Linked DNA regions of Mus musculus: region 2 is linked to region 1. A link is a contact called in public promoter capture Hi-C data. All regions are on one chromosome and are shown on one strand. The core of a region is the stretch at or near the end of the contact, and the rest is flanking DNA. Distances in the headings are between cores, read along the strand shown.

Region 1 (5,853 bases), core at 1,118-3,617:
ATTCATTTCCATTGTCAAGTAATAATCCACTATTCAGAATATCAGTTTCACCTCCAAATGGAAATTCAAATTGTTTCTGCTTTCTGCCAGCACAGATAAAGCTATGGTGGACATTCCTTGTACAGACAGATTTTATGCCCATTGCATAAACTCGGTGACCAATACTATCATCCTTGCACTGACTTGCATGTCATTTGTATGGCCTTCCTTGATGACCTGTTCAGATCTTTTGCACATTTCTACTTTGGTTTATTCTTCCTTCCCTTTTCTTCATTTCTTCCCTCTGTATCTTGTCTTCCTCTTTGCCCCTCTCCTTCTTTTCTTTTTTTTTCTTCTTTCTTTTGTGTGTGTGTGTGGGGGGGGGGCATTTACCAAGGTTGACTTCAAACATTGAGCTCCTGCCTCTGCCTCCTGAATGCTGGGTCATATGTGTGTACCAACATGCTTAGGAATTGTATATTTTTTAATCACTAAGTTTTGAAGGCACCTTATATATTCTATACATAAGTCCTTTATGAACGCATGATGTGTCAATTTTTCTCTCATGCTAACAACCTAAGGAGTTTTGTGATCAAGCCTAATTACTTTTTCATTATTCTGTGAATGTGCTATAAAATATATCATGGCAACCCTAAGTCACAAAGGCTTTCCTCTGTGCAGTTCCAAGGTCTTGCTCCTCCTTTCTGATCTTGAAGCCACCGTGAGTTGATTTTTTTTTTTTTTGTCACATCGCACAGTAGTGATGCTTGTCTTTCTTATGACCATTTCTCCTTTACAGAAAAGAGTGAAGACATCAAATATTTGCCCAAAGGTCATAGGGTCCACATCTACACTCAGGCTCACAGGTCTCGGAGGTTTGCAGGAATTTGCTTCAGTTCTTTGTTTCATTTTTGTTTTTGTTTTGTTTTGTTTTGTTTTGAGAAGGTCTCACTATGTGGTAGAATTTGTTATTAAGCTCACTATCCTCCCACGTGTGTGTACCAGCACACTTGGGTAAATGCGTGGTTTTGACTGAATGATTGTCAAATATTATGAATCTTGTGAACCATATATTCAGGCTGCCCTGGGATTTATCTTCCCAGCAGATAATGAAAATGTATTAGCTCATGTTATGTCCCATTGATAAAAATGGCTTAGTTCTTTTATTTATCAGTTATCTTGTACAGTGTTTTTTTTTTTTTTAAGATTTATTTATTTAGTATATGTTAGTACACTGTAGTTATCCTAAGATACTCCAGAAGAGGGCATCAGATTTCGTTATGGATGGTTGTGAGCCACTATGTGCTTGCTGGGATTTGAACTCGGGACCTTCAGAAGAACAAGAGCAGTCAGCGCTCTTAACCACTGAGCCATCTCGCCAGCCCAGTGTGTTTTGATCATATTCACACATGCCTTTTTCCTCCATCAAGACCATCAAATATTCTGGGATATGTGGCCTTCCATTGGACTACATCTTTATTTTACTTAATTTTATTCTGTCATCTATCTATCTATCTATCTATCTATCTATCTATCTATCTATCTATCTATCATCTATGTATATATCAATCATCTATCTATTACCTATTTATTTCAAGACAGGGTTTCACTATGTAGACCGGGCTGTGTCAGACTTACAAAGATTTGCCTGCTTCTGCCTCACCAGTGCTAGGATTACAAGTGTGAGCCACCATACCACACACAATTTCCAAATCTTTTCACTAAAGAGTAACTACCATTTTTCTCTGGGCTCAACTCAAAGTTCCACTTTGTAGTAGGTGGAAAGAGTGATCTTGGAGGCAGCTGCAGTTTAGAACAAGCTGGGCATAAAGGTTTATTTTCAGTGGGTCAAAGAAACCTTCTTGCATGTTTTCTAACATAGTCACACAGTACTTGTACCATGCTTGAGCTCTGTGGAAAATATGACTATTCTAAAGGATTGTGTCATGAAACCACTTGCCAAAAGCTGGGTGGAGTCATAGGAAGGGCCCTCTTCGGGCTGACCCTCCTTCCCACTGCCGTGGAATGATTTTCTATCCACAGATGAGAGTCTCAGACTATCCCACCAAGGTCTGCCAAGATCTGTCTGGGCCTTCCAGAAAAGAAGCATTGCTGTGTGCACAGCACTGGCAAGCCCTGCAGCCCTTCATGAAGCCAGTGTTCAATGGCTTGCACAGTTGGTCTTTTAAGACTAAACCAGTCTGCCAGTCCAGTAAAGTATACCAATAATAAGGTAGAAGGAAACATGAGGGGGAAGTTCTCAGGGACTCCTTCCTGTACACTGGGAGACACTAAAGGTAAGCATTGGCTACTGCCCTGACAGTGCCTGGCTGCCCCTATAGGGAGGAAGCCCCGAGCTTCCATGTCTTTTGCCAAGTGAGCTTTGGCAGCTCTGGGCCAAGGACTTGGCAACCTTCGAGGAATCTCACTTGGCAAGCTGCTGCATGCATAAGGTAGCCCTGGGGGAGGCAGCTCATATTTCCTGTGATAAGAATTAAAATAGAGAGAGAGAAAAAAATCCTTGGCTGCTTTCTGTGCTATGGTGTTCCTACATTTATGTTTCATTACAATTTAAAAAGAAAAAAAAAGCATAAAAACCAGGCCACAGGCTGGGGGAAAATATGCACAAAATATGTATCTTATAAAGACTGGTACTCAAAATAATACAAGAACTCACCAGTAAGAAAATAACTCGCAGGCTCATGAGTGGGAAAAGACTTGCTGAGCTCCTTACCAAGCTTTAGTACTGGAACATACAAGGAAGGAGAAGGCAGCTCCCACAAATTATCCGCTGGCATGTGCACCCCCTCCCACAATAAATGTAATAAAAAATTTTTTTAAAAATGAGAAAGAACACCTAATCAAAACTCAATTAAAAAAGTCGGCAGAAAGATAAGTTCACCTCACCAAAGATGGTAAATTAGTATACGAAAAGATGTGTAACTTTGTGTACCCCTGGGGAAAGCAAAAACTCAGACAGCCATGGAATGCAATCACAAACCTGCTAGAGTGGTTCCGATCCACACTGACATCATCTACTGCTACCAAGGATGCAGAGCCACAGGAACTCTCAGACAGTGCCATTGTGCACACAGAATGGCACGGGTGCTTTGGGAGGTGATTTATAGACTTACAGGATCCAGCAGTGGAAAGCCTGGCCTGCCTGTGATGGCTCCACTTCCACTTCCTTCAGGGTGCAAGTGCTACAAAAGCAGTAGGAGCTGCGCTGAGTTTCTAACTGAGCACGCTAACGTGCAGTCTGGCAGTCTCCGGTCATGCTGCAGCAGCACTCTAAGGCTCTTAGTCAGCCACCCAGTCACCAGTAAACGCTTGATTCTCCGAAGTGTACACCATGGTAAAGCTGTGGCGTTTGGTAGGCTTTTGATGTTTTACCATGATATCACCTTATGGGAAGTGGAGGGACATCTGTGCATATGGTGTTCTAGAAAGGCAAGACTATGTAGTCAATAAAAAGTGAGCAGGTAAAGCACACACAGACAATTTTTCTATTAGAAATTATCATAGAGTATTCCATGATTCGGTGATAGCAGTACTCATATACATTTATCAATGCCACAGAACTTTATGAGTGAACACTAATCATATAGACTTCAATAAGGAAAGTATCATCATTGCTTTATCAGTTTTAAGAAAAGATTATCCTATGGTTTCATCCACTCCTCAGAATTACACTATCAGTTCCATGTTTAGCGACTTGCTTGCTGCTCTTCACCCTCCTGGCAGCAGCAGACCAGTTCCATCTACTCCACTTTCCATAGCACCATAATTTGAATTAGCAAAGTTCAAATGAACTTGGTTGGACATAGGTTGAGTTTAGTGGGATGCCTGGTGTGCACACATGGTTTGTCTATACACAGATAATCCTGAAGGGCCAGGGCTACTCTCCAACCCATGGCTTGTTTACTGATGTAATTGACAGAGGTGTATATCACTAACTAGTCAGCAAGGTCTGGGTCTCCTGAGATGAGTATCTTTCACACAGAGGTTATGGACAGTATCCTGGAAGCTTGGACAGGAAGTAGATCTTGGGAGGGCGAAGCTTCTAGAAGTGGAGGCAGCGGGACCCTGGAAGCCCTTGGTGGCTGCAGGGAAGTGATGGACTCAGCAGCAATGAGGCTGAACAAGCCCCCTTTGCAAAGGCATTCTGGGAGGTAAAGGAAGAAGGAAGGCATTTGTTGAGAGAGTAATGGGTTGGGAAGATGGAAGGTCTGAGAGAGGCCAATGACTTCAATATAAACTGCATGGAAGCCACCGTTCTCTACCTTAACCTTAGACCCAGCTCCCCACATCACTAAAGAGGAAAACCGAAAAAAAAAAAAAAAAACAAACAAACAACATTCTTAAAGTATGCCATGTGATTGGTCACACCAGTGGACCCTGGGTAAAAGGGTGGGTGGGGTATCACTCTTGCTTGCTGCCTCTGGACAGTTGCCTCTGCACAGTAGTTCCAGGGCTGGCACCTTTACTCTAGTGTCACCTCCCCAACTTCACCAAAAACAAGAGGTCATCGGGTCATTTTCTTCCCCCTGCACTGACACCATCGGCACCCCACCGCCATGTGCACACAGTAGCTTACAGGCTTCCTCCAGCTCTGCCTAGTGCCTTTCTCAGTGTTCTGCCTTTGCTCTGGTGACTTCCCGGAACATCTTATGCCCACTGTGCATAGTGGTGCTATTTCATTCTTGAACTATGTATGTATGTATGTATGTATGTATGTATGTATGTATGTATGAATGTATGAATGTATGTATACATGTATTTGTCTTCAGGGCACAGTTTCACACTCTCCAGTGTCTAAATTCTTATTCTTAGTATTCTTGTTGACCCTGCCTTCTGGAAATGTTCTTCCAGTAGGAATCTCTCTTACGTGTGTGTGTGTGTGTGTGTGTGTGTGTGTGTGTGTGTGAGAGAGAGAGAGAGAGAGAGAGAGAGAGAGAGAGAGAGAGAGAGAGAGAGCAGGAGCATTGTGAGAGTTGTATTGCAGAAGACCCAAGCATTACACTTTGAGAAAGAGCCCTAACAGGTGCTACTCAAGTGCCACAAACTCAGCAGAACAAAGGAAGCCATTTCTTTCAAAGTTGCGAGGCCTCCTGCCAGTCTACTCTAGGGTTGGACCCAAAGCCTGTCCTTGGGCGAGGATCCAGCCTTGTCCTTGAAGCTTCTCAGAGTCCTCTTACAACACTTCGCAGGCATCTTGAAATTCAGCATTGATTAGTCCATTCTTGGTCATCTTCTGAAACTCTTCAGTAGGGCAACCTCCCTTCCTCCCCGATCCAATTAAAGCATGCCCCTTGTGAACCTTTCCCAGTTTAGGGCTTAGTTTCTGGTTCTGGAGAACCTGGGCCATTTGCTGTAGTGCTGGCTGTGCCCATCACGAAGGCTCCCTACCAGTGTTTGCTCCTGCTCCAGAACACCAGGTACAGACTCCTGCTAGGGATACAACACCAGGGTGTAAAGACAATGGGAAACACGCCTTCATTTCACTGAAGAAAATTAGCAGTGTATGCGCAGCTCAGCAAGCTTTCGTTGTAAAGAACAAGCAATACCTGCTTTAGCTTAAAGAGCCATAGGGTGCTTGGGAGGATAACTCAGCTTTACTGACAGAGGTGGAAAGCAGACAGCTTCATTGTAGACACTGAAATATTAATAACATGCAATCGAAATCTTTTTTGTAGACAGGTTCTCAGTGTGTAGCCTAGTCTGGCTGTAAACTCAATCTGCCTGCATCAGTATTTCGTTTTCACCTATTTAAAGAGCTTGAAAAAACGTTAGCTTTCTGATGTTGGAGTTTGTTGTTACAAACCACAAGAAATCCCTCGCCCTTAGCATAGGACTCACACTGTCAGCACTAAT
Region 2 (5,853 bases), core at 2,196-4,695, 670 kb before region 1:
TCCCCCTCTTCATATTGTTTACAGATTTATTTCTGCTCCATCTGCTTACAGCTTTTAACCTGAAATAACCCAGAGTTTCTTTTAAAATGTGTCTTTCTATCATTTTTTTCCCTCAGTGAAGGGTCTTTTCCCTCATTTCAGTTAAAAATTCCAGAGATGGAAGGATTTGATATCCATACTTAACACGAACCAGTTCTATGTTCATTTTAGAATATTCTTCATTTTCATAAACTTGGGAAACTTTCACATTGATTTTCAAGAGAACTTCCCGAATAATGCTGCAAAGCACCAACCAGCAGGTGGCGGACCTCACAAGGAAAGCTTTCTGTTCAGCAGAGGATGAAGGGCCTTTCAGACCCTTGTTATGTCGGCTTTCTCTGTGGCTGGCCCTTTTCCCTTCTGGCTGGATGCTACCCACCAGAGGCACCAAAGGCTGGCCCCTGGACTCGGTAGAGGTAGAAGCCACCTTGGGAAGTGAAAGGCCACCGTACATTGGTCCAGAAGTTATTTGTCCCCAAGCCAAGTTGGTCAGGGCCAAGATGCCACAGAAGGGTCTGGGAAGACCCTTAAGGAAAAATGAGGGAGCATTTCTGTGTCTGGAAGTAGGGAATGCTTCCATCCTGGCTGTTCCTATTGCAGAAGGACACCGTGACTCCTGCCCACCCCATTCCTGCCCTCTTGTTTCTCCAGCCCAGTGCAGGGCATTAAACATGCAAAGTCTTTGGATTCCTCTGAAGTAATGTGGGAGGTTAAGACATGGTCCTAGGAGGATCCCTGAGCGGTCTTTTTACCATCAGTGCTAGTTCCATTTCTGTGAACACATACCTCAGTGCCTCCCCCCAGTGCAGGCCACCTCTCCAGCACTCTCAGTGCCATCAGAGAGCTGTGAAGGAGAGGTTCCCTTCATCCCTTTAGTAACAGACTCCTAGGAAGGCACCCATTCTCACAGGACAGAGAGTGGTCTCATGGCTAACAGGGTGAGAAGAAGTAAAAAAGCAAAAAAAAAAGTACTGTGTGTGTGTGTGTGTGTGTGTGTGTGTGTGTGTGCGCGCGCGCGCGCGTGCATGTGTGCATATATATTAATAGATGCTTTTTGTAGCTCAGTTGTACAATACTTGCCTAGTGTGCATAAAGCCCTAATTTCAATCCCGGACACCACACAAATGGGTCATTATGCATGCCTATGATCCTGGCACTCTGGAAATAGAGGCTGGAAAATCATTACATTTATCCTTTGTTACACAGCAAATTGAAGGCCACCCTGGGCTACATGAGACCCTGCCTCAAATAAATAAAGGTGGAAGGGGAGAATGGCTCCACGGTGCTGTCCAATGACAATCCATGCCATGGCATGTACTCCACCAACCCACACCATGTACACACAAAATACACCCTTTTAAACTTGGAATGAGGTAAAGATAGTGACTGAATGTGCTGTTCCCACAGTAATCCAGCAAGCCTGTGGGACTTGTCCACCCTGCACATGTGCTCTGTTCTTAAGCCCGATGTGGCAACCTGCTAGCCTGTGAACGAACAGCTTACTTATTTACTTATTAATTTAATGTATGTGAGTACACTGTCACTGTCTTCAGACACACCAGAAGAGGGCATCAGATCCCATTACAGATGGCTGTGAGCCACTATGTGGTTGCTGACACTTGAACTCAGGACCTTCGGAAGAACAGTCGGTGTTCTTAACCGCTGAGCCATCTCACCAACCACGAGTTTTCATTAGTATTTTAATTTGTAATTAATATCCTGGAGACTGTTGGGAGTTGCCACTCTTCACCCAAGGGTAGCATATTGGTACTACTCACTACTTAGGAGTCAATATATGTCTCAGTAATCTCTCTGGCTGCTGAGAGCTGATAACATAGTTATCACATAGCACAGTTTTTCTTGGTGTTTTATGTATCTATCTCTCAGCTTGATTGTTTCTGTCTGGGTTCATACAAGTGACAGTGGCACTGTGTGTCTGTGGGTACATAGACACATTATCTGTATGGCTGCATCTTCTGAAGCCGTCTCAGGTTGCATGCTGGTCAGAGCTGAGGATATCCAAAACCGTACCTATGCCGTGTTAGGGTCATGGCCTTGAAAGGTGGCAGGTATCACTCCCTGAGGTCCAGCCCCAGCCCAGTGCTGGGAGCGTTAGGAGCAGAGGAAAAACTGTCCCTGAAACTCAAACTTCTGCTGTTCTCTTCTCCTCTCTTCACTGGCCCACTGCGAGTTAGGTCTGGCCTTGGTCACCAAGTTGGGTATGCCTGGATAGAGGCTAAAAGCGCCTGGGTGCTCATGTGGTATCTGCTTGGACACCTCCAAAGTAACTCCGCATACCACTTTGACTATTCTTTAACAAGCCAAGAGCATCAGCGACTGCCATCAGTCTGCCACTGTCTGACTAAGAAGAGATGAGGAAAGACCAGCCTCTGAGGCACATCCCTTGCTGGTTGTGGACATCACATCATGCTCTTCAGAGCAGAGGAGTACTCAGACCTGTTCTAAGTTACACAGCTTGTGGTGTCTGGACAAAAGGGCCTAGAAACAAGCATGCTAACGTTGTTATTCTAAGTATTTTCATTTGTAATTAATATCCTGGAGACTGTGTTGGGAGTTGCCTCTCTTCACCCAAGGGTAGCATATTGGTACTACTCACTACTTAGGAGTCAATATATGTCTCGGTAATCTCTCTGGCTGCTGAGAGCTGATAACATAGTGTTTGGGGGTTCACATGGTTAGCTGAGGGTCTGTTTGATTTTATACACTATATGTGGTTGTATACACTACACTGTTTAAAGGGTCCACATGATTGTAGATACACTGCACTACACACACACACACACACAGAGCGACTGTGTACACACTTTATGTGTGGTTAGAAAGGGTCCATTGGATTGTGCACATTCCATGCACGCGGTTAGAAAGGGTCCATGTGACCTGCACATGCTACATAGAAAAAGTCCATGCGGTCGTGCACACTGTACACGTTGAAAAAGATCCATGCAATTGTGCCCATCCTGTTAGAAAAGATCCAGGTGCCTCGCCACAGCCTGGCCCTGGCTATAGGCACGTCCAGCCAGCAGCCAGCCCCGCAGGCCCGAGGAGGCCCCTCACACGCCCACTGAGCCACTGCCGCCCGGGAGGCCCGCGCCACCCACGGTCCGGGGCCCAGCGTAGCCCGCGGGTGGCCGCCACCCAGGCCAGCGGCCGCGGCCGGGCGCGCGCTCCCCGGGGCGGCCGCGGCGCCTTTAACCCGGGCGGCTGGCGGGCGGCGGGAGGAGGCGGCGGGCGGGCGCTCAGAGGAGGGCTTTCTTTCTTCTTTTTTTTGAATGAACGGTGACGTACGTACAGGAAACCAGGCGCTCCGGCGGAGAATGAAGTAAGAGGCCGGGCCCCCCGCCCCGCGCCCGCCCCCTTCCTCCCCGGCCCGTCCTCCCGCCCCGCGTCCGGGTCCCCGCCGAGCCGCCGCCGCCAACACCGAGGTGCCCAGGCCCTCCCCAGCCGCAGCCGTCACCGTGGAACGGGCTGCGCGGCGCAAGCACGAGGAGGCGGCCGCCAGCGCCGCCCGCAGCGGAGGAGGAGAAAGGGTGCGCAGCCCGGAGGCGGGGTGCGCCGGTGGGGTGCAGCGGAAGAGGGGACCAGGGGGGGACTTCGTAGCAGTCATCCTTTTTAGGAAAAAGAGGGGGGGCAAACCCTCCCCCACCACCTCCTTCTCCCGCAGCGCACCACACACAGTGCGCGGGCTGCTCCTTGGGCACCCGCGGCCCCAGCGCGTCCGTGCCTGCATTTAGCAAGCTGCTTTTTTTCCCGTTTCGGAAAGCGCGTTGGCCCTTCGGAGTTTAATCAGAAGAGGATTCCGGTCCCGGTCCCCCAGCTCCTCCATCGTCCCCTTGGCGTGTCTCTCTGCCCTGGAGGTCTGAAGCGGTCCGGTGGATACGGATCCATGCCTGCGCTCCAGCGTGTGTGTGCAAGTGTAAATTGCCGAGAAGAAGGGAGAATCACAGGACTTCTGCAAATGCTGGACTGAAAAATTGTAATTCATCTGCCGCCGCCGCCGCTGCCTTTTTGCCCCGCTGCGGTGCTCTTGAGATCTCTGGTTGGGATTCCTACGGATTGACATTCTCAGTGAAGCCGGAGTGTGAGGACCCAATCTGGAAACCCTCCTGATTTTTCCTCCACCTAGCCCCCAGACCCCAACTCCCGATTCATTGCAAGTTGTAAAGAAGCTTATACAAGGAGACTTCTGAAGATCGATGGTGTGGTTGCCTTATGTATTTGTTTGGGTTTTACCAAAAAAGGGTAAACTTGACAGAAGATCATGCCGTCCTTAGAAAATACAGTAAGTTCTTTGCACAGGAATTTTGTTTAATATAACTTTCCATGGACGCGTTTGAAATATTTTTTTACTTCAAGTGCATTCAAGCAAATTTCATTTCCAGACAGTTTAATGCATTTTTAAACGTGTAACTTGTAGCGGATATACCTTTCTTACCCTAAATATATAAAGGAAAACACACCTGATTTTAACTTCCTAGGTCGTCCCGCCTCTTCACCTTTCAGCATTGCGGAGGAAGTAGACTGATATTAACAAAGCTTAATAAATAATGTACCTCATGAAATAAAAAGCAGAAAGGAATTTGAATAAAAATTTCCTGCATCTCATGCCAACGGGGAAACACCAGAATCAAGTGTTCGGTGTAACTAAAGACACCCCTTCATCCAAGAATGCAAAGCACATCCAATAAAAGAGCTGGATTATAACTATTCTTTTTTTTTTTTTTTTCTTTCGGGGCCGTGGGGCGGGAGTCGGGACTTGAAGTGCCATTGGTACCTGCAGCTTCTTTTCGGGGAAGGATGGCGCAAGCCGGGAGAACAGGGTATGATAACCGGGAGATCGTGATGAAGTACATACATTATAAGCTGTCACAGAGGGGCTACGAGTGGGATGCTGGAGATGCGGACGCGGCGCCCCTGGGGGCTGCCCCCACCCCTGGCATCTTCTCCTTCCAGCCTGAGAGCAACCCAATGCCCGCTGTGCACCGGGACATGGCTGCCAGGACGTCTCCTCTCAGGCCCCTCGTTGCCACCGCTGGGCCTGCGCTCAGCCCTGTGCCACCTGTGGTCCATCTGACCCTCCGCCGGGCTGGGGATGACTTCTCTCGTCGCTACCGTCGTGACTTCGCAGAGATGTCCAGTCAGCTGCACCTGACGCCCTTCACCGCGAGGGGACGCTTTGCCACGGTGGTGGAGGAACTCTTCAGGGATGGGGTGAACTGGGGGAGGATTGTGGCCTTCTTTGAGTTCGGTGGGGTCATGTGTGTGGAGAGCGTCAACAGGGAGATGTCACCCCTGGTGGACAACATCGCCCTGTGGATGACTGAGTACCTGAACCGGCATCTGCACACCTGGATCCAGGATAACGGAGGCTGGGTAGGTGCATGTCTGGTTGAATGAGTCTGGGCTTTGATCTCAAGGCCAAGATGCGCAGGTTGGGGTGTGAGTGGATTCTGGGTCAAAATGGGCCATTGAGCAGATGAAATAAAGTCGAGTTTGTAGCTTTGCTCCCCTGACCTCTCACTCTCTTCCTCTGGGTACATCACACCCTGCCAACACTGTGTTAACTCCTGCCCGCTGGCTGTGAGGGAGCAAGAATCCAGCATTTTTGATCCAGTAGGATCTGGAGATAATAGCATCCCTCCAGTAACTCTCAGAGTTAGTTCGTCTGAGTAGCTTGCTGCAGATGTTCTGGGTCCTGTGTAAGCACCAGACCTCCAACACTCCCTCTTGACCTATGCATCTTTAGCTCCTCTGGTGGACTAACAAACTTTAAAAGGTCCATCTAGACATGCAGGC

The links. Promoter capture Hi-C pulls out the DNA fragments that hold promoters and counts their contacts.
Region 2: a contact with region 1 is called in a promoter capture Hi-C map of the 3T3-L1 cell line, with 6 times the contacts expected there. The contact joins the promoter of Bcl2 here to the enhancer-like site in region 1. A contact is called at or near these places in 13 of 39 promoter capture datasets (the 3T3-L1 cell line, the C10 cell line, the HPC-7 cell line and 7 more), 2 of 484 Hi-C or Micro-C datasets (B cells and cortical neurons), 7 of 115 datasets of contacts at active chromatin or transcription factors (T-cell acute lymphoblastic leukemia, astrocytes, embryonic stem cells and 3 more) and 2 of 9 other capture datasets (adipose tissue and embryonic stem cells).

Annotation. Positions count from the first base shown.
Region 1 is chr1:106,039,750-106,045,602 of GRCm38.p6, reverse strand. No RefSeq gene overlaps it. Among named protein-coding and RNA genes, the nearest start is that of Zcchc2, 52 kb to the right of the region's middle. Within about 2 kb of position 2,367, at least 39 of the 459 cell types and tissues checked have an H3K27ac peak or open chromatin away from gene starts, as enhancers often do. A contact at or near this core is called in adipose tissue, where this site is marked.
Region 2 is chr1:106,711,882-106,717,734 of GRCm38.p6, reverse strand. It overlaps Bcl2 (B cell leukemia/lymphoma 2), which reads left to right and starts at 3,445. Exons shown (of 2, transcript NM_009741.5): 1 at 3,445-5,430. The coding sequence starts at 4,855.